2 separate regions of the Mus musculus genome follow, and region 1 is linked to region 2. Evidence: chromatin contacts called from public Hi-C data. All regions are on one chromosome and are shown on one strand. The core of a region is the stretch at or near the end of the contact, and the rest is flanking DNA. Distances in the headings are between cores, read along the strand shown.

Region 1 (3,691 bases), core at 698-3,197, 360 kb before region 2:
GCTGATAGATCTGCCGAGCCATCATTCTGATGCTTTCTCTTTTTTTCTGTTTTCCTCTGGTGTTCAGGTCAGATGCGCACCGAGACTTTTCTCTCTGGGTTTCCTTCAACCTCTCACGCTGCTCTTATGACCATTGATCACGTGCTGGTTTGTTGGCAACATTTCAGATACATTTTCCAGTTTATGACTGATCTATTTTCCTTTGTCTACTCTGCTAATTTGTCCATTAAGGGTTTGTTCCGTCTGCTTTGTTTCATTGAGGCGGGTTCTTACTATGTAGCCCAGGACTATATAATTGTGTGAGTGTTATTATTATCATATAATTATTTTTTTCTAAGCTTGGCCTCAAACTTAAAATCCTCTTCTCTCAGCCTCCTGAACTCAAGAACTGCAGGTATGTGCCACTATGCCTGGTGAGTTTCTGAATTCAGTGATTATGATTATAGTTTTCAAATTTTCTGGTTAACTTTTGATGGTCTCTCACCAAATGAACAGTTATTTCTTTTATTCCTTAAAATCTATTATAAATCTCTAGTTATAATACACGTAATTATTTAAATTGTTAAAATCCTATGTGATCAAGACTGCTCTTTTTATTTCCTATCAACATGTTGATATTTTGGCTTGTTTCCTGAAGCATTTGGTGATTTTTATTTTTGATTTTAGTTGGCTTCAGTTCATGAAAGATCAATTGTGTTGGGGTAGGGTACTAAGGATTAAATGTAGGGCCGCGGGCATGCTGGGTAAGCACTCTACTCTTCAATGATATCCCAAGCCCAGCCAATGTGATTTCTAACAGAAAAAATGAATGATGCTCTCTCAATCGAAGTAGGATGTATCTTCAGCCACAAGGGGGAAGTAGAAGCTGCTGAACTGAGAACCTGAGGCCTTTCAAAGATGAGCCAGAGGGCGGCAGATTGGCCATAAAGCCTTGAATAAGGCTGCCCCTTCGTTCTCTCCTACATAAGCCATTCCCCTCCTTAACTGAGTACTTTTTTAAATCAGTTTTGATCACTTCAGGGATCAGAAGTCAAGTCAGGGGTTCAGCCAGTTGCCGAGTAAGTCTGTTCCCGGTGTACATTCTGAGCATAACAGGATTCTGAGCACGCATAGTGAGCCGCTGTAACCTGGGGTTAGGAATCGTAGTAGACAGGTTTTCAGAGAGACGTCAGAGCCCAAACTCCATTGCTTGTTGCCAGGAGCTGTTACTCTGGTGAGTGGAACAATGCAATGTTTGACTCTCTTGGTGGCCATGTTAAGTTTGGCCAGAGTTCAATAAACCCCTTCGGATCCCATTACAGGTGGTTGTGAGCCACCATGTGGTTGCTGGGAATTGAACTCAGGACCTCTGGAAGAGCTGTCAGTGCTCTTAACCACTGAGTCATCTCTCCAGCCCTTGAGCAGTTTCAATCTTGGTAGGAACAACAACCTCCTAAGGACTTTATAAAAACCTAACATAGACAGGAAAGTGGAAACACTGGGGGTGGGGTGTGGCGGGGTGTTGGGGGGGGCTGGGGAGAGAACCAGCATCTTTCCAAGTATACTGCTACAGTAGAGAAAAACTATCTCCCTGGAAGATGTCTGTACTCCCATAGCTATGTAAAATCCGATTGTGACAGAAAATGAACAAGGTCTAAGGTGGGGTTGGGTACTGCAAAGATAATTGCAAGACTAGACACTCTTGGTGCAGGGGCCAGACTGTCCTGAGAAAGACATTCCTTCTGAGAGACAGAAGTGATGGGCAGGTACAGGTGACCAAGAGAGAGAAAGCCCAAAGGGTCACAATTCCTCCTCTTCTACAATACAACTTGCAATAGTTTCATGTCTGTGCCTAGCTTCCTGGAGACTTTGCAGAAATTTCTAGGGACTGGGTTCTAAACTCTCTGCTGATGTGTGTCCTGTAATAAAAACTAAGTAGTGCACTAATTTTCCAGCAGATGGCGCTATGAAACAACGGTTTCAATTATTTCCTTTATGTGTCACTCTAAATGATTGCATGTCCATAAAAGGGGGCGGGGAGGGGGGAGACTGTAAGTGCAAAATGACTTTTAGTTTCTCATGTTATCTTTAGGGTTTCTGAGATACTGAGAGCAACTTCTGTCAACTCTGGACAACTTAGCATCAGATAAGAAGCTTAGGCAACAAAGGGAATTTTAAAGCGTTGTTGTTTGTTTGTTCCAAGTGTGCTGGTGCACTCCTTTAATCCCAAAACTTGAGAGGCAGAGGCAGGAGAATATCTTTGAGCTCAAGGCAAGCCTGATATGCATAGTAAGTTCCAGAACACCCAGAGCTACATAGAAAGAATATGTCTCAAAACAAGCCAGAGATGGTTTTGCTTGGCGGGTTTTTGTTTATACTGTGATGATTACTGAACCTGGGACCTCATTCACGCTAGGAAAGCACTTACCATTGCCTGCATCTCTGACTCAAATAATCTACTTTTTTCTCTATTTTAAATTTGGACGCAGTGGAAGCAACTGTGTAGAAAGGTCCAGCATGAGCCAACCCATCTCCAGGACTTAGAAATAAAAGGGGGGTGTGTGCCACTAAAACTGGAAGCAAGGAGTGGGAGTAAGGAAGTGTCAAAGTCCCTTCAGCTAGACAAGCTGTGATGAAAGAAACTGGGAACTGTGGCAAGGCTTTCCAAATATCACCGGGGATGATAAAACAGACTTTATAAAGAGAAGCCATTGTGAAAGATACAAGATCTTACAAGACAGAGAGTGCACAAGAACAGGTGGAGACGTATGACCAAGGAGTGAGTGAGGATCTGTGAACAGAAATCAAAGGGAGAAAGGATATCTGGCTGATCTGATTTTCAAGGATTATTCCTAACGGTGAAGAATAGCTCAAGCGGAGATTTTTACTGTGCCGATTTACCAAATTCTTGCTCAAATGTGGTTCTACAAGGACAGAGAAGGAACTACAATGTAGGTCCAGACAGAAAAGACACAGAACGCTGACCAAGTGTCAGTCCAAGCAGGGGTGCAGCCAGTCTCTGCCTCTGAAGAAAAAAAATGATACAAAAATCATTTTAGTATATTATTGAATTTGCCTTACAGCTATTCTACAGAGGGTTTATATGCCTATGTTTATCAGAAATAGTTACTCATAATTTTCTTTTCCCAAGATGTCTTTGCTTAATTTTAATAATAGGGTGGTAAAGGCTTGCTAGTAAGGCAATCGAGACAAGTGTGTGAGCCCCAGCTTCAGTGGCAGATCCTTGGAAAACAATGTGCTCATTTGAGTGACTGAGGAAGATACCAGTTTCAATTTCTCTCTCTCTCTCTCTCTCTCTCTCTCTCTCTCTCTCTCTCTCTCTCACACACACACACACACACACACACACACACACACACACACACACACACACACTGTTCTTGAACTACTTACACAATCCATTTTTATTAAAATTTCTTCAGAAATATTTTGCTATAAAAATACGAGCCAGGTCTGATCACTCATAGCTGTAATTCCGGTGCTGGGCTGGGGAAGCTGAAACAAGAGGATCACTGCAAGATGGGGGCCAGCCTGGGCTACATGATAGTTCCAGATCAGTCTGGGCTAGAGTTAGATCCTGTTTCTCTTCCTTCCGTCCTTCCTTTCTTCCTTCCTTCCTTCCTTCCTTCCTTCCTTCCTTCCTTCCTTCCCTCCTTCCTCTCTCCCTCCCTCCCTCCCTCCCTCCCTTCCT
Region 2 (3,606 bases), core at 35-2,534:
ATATAAGAGCTCACAAGCCTCTGTAAATCCATATTCAGGAAGTCTGAGAACTTTCCTAACCTTGGTGGGCACTAGGAATGCACACAATCCATAGATATCTATGCAGGCGAAGCACTCGTACATGTTACATTTTTGAAATAAAGAAAGAAATCAAGGCAGCGCTAAACACATAATGAACTAGAACACTCCATATTGCTCATGTCAACAATTTCTGAACACACATATATGTGTAACATATTCCAGAGATGTAGTTGCCTTCAGAAAAAAAAAAATCATAGCACCAAGTTGTATGAGAAGTAATATGAAAATTAAAAAGAGTCAAAAATTAATAGTCAAAAATTATTCTGAGAATGAAGAGGTCAAAATCAGAAAGATCACAAGGCCTGACCTGATGTCTCATGTTCTCATGGGAACAGGAATGAAAGCCTGGTGCTAGCATCAGAGTAGACACTGAAACAACACAGCAGAAAACAGGACTCCACAATGAGGTCAAACACATGTGGGTGGTCAAGAGACACTTAACAGAGATGAACAGTCTTTAGACAGGGAAAAGATGGCATCACTCCCGTGTGTGCTACTGAAACAACCTTCTATCTGTCTCCTAAAAAAATAAATAAATAAATAAATAGGCATAAATTTCTACAGTCCATTTGTAGACATAGAGATCCAAGCACAAAACTTAATATCATAAAGTCATTTGATTTTTAGAAAAGTAAGGGAATGTTTGTGAACTTGTCTTGGGCAAAATCATCTTCGATTTAAGAGCAAAATCACTGTCTGCATAACAGGATGGTTATACATTGATGTGGATGTCCATGTTGAGGTAGAACTAACAACTTCTTAAGGCTAAATTTTACAGCTTCTACAAAGCTGTTTGTAAGTGTAAAATGTGATATGCTCCCATCCTACCCACATATTCCCATGCTGGAAAGGAATTCAAGTTGCAAGACATCTTTATGTGAATATTTGCAGCAGCTTTAAGGATCCCTGTGAAAATGACACATTTGTGACCATTAAAATATCCCCAAGCTGATGACAAGGTAAACCTCTCAACACAAGAAACAACTTGGAACACATGCCTGTGCTTGCCTTATCTCATGCCACTTTAACAGGCCAAATGTCCCAAGGGCTTCTTCCCCAAAGTGTCCCTAAACTAACCCGAAAGTAAGCTCATGCAAAGGTCAGAGAGCTACAGGAAGTCCCAGTTTCCTTTGTGAAGAGACCCCCAACTGCCACTATTCACTTCCTCCTATCACTTCTCTAGAAGTTTCCTGACAGCTTTTCACAACCTCTTTGCATAGTATTTGCTGGTGAGATTCTTAAAAATTTCTGAACTCAGAGCATGATTCTGTGTAGGCGATGCTATGGGTATGATCCCTCAGCATCTCACCAGCAGTGCATGTTTCTGACACACTACTGATTAGCACTGCACTGTGAGTGATGAGCAGAAGGCATTGCTGTGACAAGCTGAAAGAACTCTTGTGGGACTTCTCTGCTTCATGGACCCATTTTAAGTCATCTGGAAAGGTGACTACTCATGGCTGTGGCGGAGGAGTGGTGAGAGTGTCTGCAGCAGACAACGGGGAAACAGGTAGGGTAGGGGGTCTGTATATATTTTTAAAATGACTGTTTTAGTCTTATTTATTTTACATTTAAGAGTGCTTTGTCAGCTAAATGTAAGAATGTGTGAATGTAATGTATGTATGTATGTATGTAGTGTACTACATGCATGATTACTGTTAGAGGAATTTAGAAAATATATTGGATCCCTGGAATTGGAATTAGGGGTGGGTGTTGAGCCACCATATGTGTGCTGGGAGTGAAACCTCAGTCCTTAGCAAGAGCAATAAATGCTCTCAGTGGTTGAGCCAAGTCTCCAGCCCCTATGTATCTTAATGAAGAACACCTGATTATATGTTTTCAAAATTCACAGAAATGTATACCAAATGAATTAATTTTATTGAGTGCTAATTATAGTTTTTACAGAGTTTTCACTGACTTTAATCCTTGCATTTTGTGCATTTTCGCACACCTAAAATACCAGAAAGCTTCTATTACATTAACAAGGAGGGAAAGGAGCCTTAGGATTAGAAAGAAGGCTTTAAGCACTGAGCTTTTGCATTTTGGATCCACACAGAACTCCCAGCCTTAATTCTTTCTAGTTCTACAGAATATAAAATGATAGCATAATAAATTCGCCTGTGCTCATTTCCAGCCCCAGCACCTCTCAGCCATGTGCTGCTGGGAGCCCTCCTCAGCCCTCCTCACACTCCCTATAGAAAGGAAGTCTTGGGAGATTTCTAAACCCCTTCAGATTGTAAAGGAGTGGTTTGGTTTCATTGTGATTTCAGGTTCTGCACTGTGATTTCAAAAATCTTTCCAAATCGAAGAAAAGAGTGTAAACTCCTGTCTGCTTTTAGCTAACAAACCCCTCTACAACTGATGAACAATGTTGGCCTTTCAGTGCCTGACTAATTTGTCTCAGCATGTCACCCAGGTCCAGCCATGTTGTCACAAAAGACATCCTATCTTACTAGTACATAGTATTCCAGTATATATGGGAGTATGTATCACAGGTTTTCCACACTCATCCACTGATAGATGCTGATGTCTGTTTGGTTGGAGCCTCCGACTTGGCCCATACCCCACACCTCCCACCACCCCAGCCCTGGCACCCAAAGCCCAGTTCCACATTCATGGTAGCTGTAGCAACCTTGTCCCCAGCCTAGGTGACCACGCTGGGACTCAAGCCCAGCTTGTGGCAGACAGGTCATTTTCCTTCACCAACAATCTATAAAAACACCTTCCCTGCCATAGCCTGGGCAGGACTTCCACCTTGTGCCCTGAGACTGGTGACCTTGCCCTGGAACTGTTCTGAAATAAATATGCTTTTCTACTTTTAATTCAGCTCGAGTTGGCTTATTAAGTCATCAGAGAAGCCTACTAGTGTGTTCCATGTGCTGGCTATTGTAAACACACAAGCAAGTAAAAATATCTCTTACCAGGGGCTGTGGGGAGTAGAGACAGAACAGATAATAATTTCTTTAAAGTGATATCAGATCTGGTGTTCAAAGGCACAGTAGGATGAATACTGCTCACAATAACGTACCGTAATTCTAAAGCTAGCCCAAGGGGTTTTGAATATATTCACCATAATGAAACAAAGAGCAAGTTCGTTCATCTTACTGTGTCAATCAAAAACCACATCCTGCTCTGGCCTTGAACTGTTTGGATTTGCTCACTGGCAGGGGCACCAATGAGAGGAGAAAGGCTGCACAGACTTGTTTTAAGTAGCCAAGATTTGTTCTCAGGTCCGGAAGGTGATGAAAAAAGTCGCCATTTTAGAACCTCACCATTTTATTGCTCAGTCATGGACTCTCTTAAGGCCCTCTGGTGTTCATCTAGACTACTAGCCCTCAGAAGCACATGGCTTATCTGAGAAACAGTAGTATTACTCACGACCTTTCTCTTTGGGTATGAGTCAGAGGAGGTGAAAACATTAGAGAAGCTGCGGTGGCTTCTAGAGAGACCACTGTGAGACAGCAGATACAGTAACTTTCACCAAATTCAGTTGCTTTATGTCCCTTGGCCTGTGCTGTGAGGACC

Evidence for each region. A called contact is a pair of places that touch in the nucleus more often than the background predicts.
Region 1: a Hi-C map of bone marrow-derived macrophages shows a contact between it and region 2, with 18 read pairs. The contact joins the enhancer-like site here to the promoter of BC035044 in region 2. A contact is called at or near these places in 13 of 39 promoter capture datasets (3T3-L1-derived adipocytes, the C10 cell line, the HPC-7 cell line and 10 more), 2 of 15 datasets of contacts at CTCF or cohesin (the NIH/3T3 cell line and large pre-B cells), 12 of 484 Hi-C or Micro-C datasets (B cells, CD4 T cells, DN3 thymocytes and 6 more), 15 of 115 datasets of contacts at active chromatin or transcription factors (the 230-238 cell line, DN3 thymocytes, the HPC-7 cell line and 10 more) and 4 of 9 other capture datasets (adipose tissue, liver, macrophages and 1 more).

The regions. Positions count from the first base shown.
Region 1 is chr6:129,253,412-129,257,102 of GRCm38.p6, reverse strand. No RefSeq gene overlaps it. Among named protein-coding and RNA genes, the nearest start is that of 2310001H17Rik, 17 kb to the right of the region's middle. Within about 2 kb of position 1,947, at least 16 of the 459 cell types and tissues checked have an H3K27ac peak or open chromatin away from gene starts, as enhancers often do. A contact at or near this core is called in bone marrow-derived macrophages, where this site is marked.
Region 2 is chr6:128,888,802-128,892,407 of GRCm38.p6, reverse strand. BC035044 (cDNA sequence BC035044) reads left to right here and starts at 1,284. Exons shown (of 3, transcript NM_001254946.1): 1 at 1,284-1,591. The coding sequence starts at 1,441. The region is part of intron 1 of Clec2i (C-type lectin domain family 2, member i); the gene reads right to left.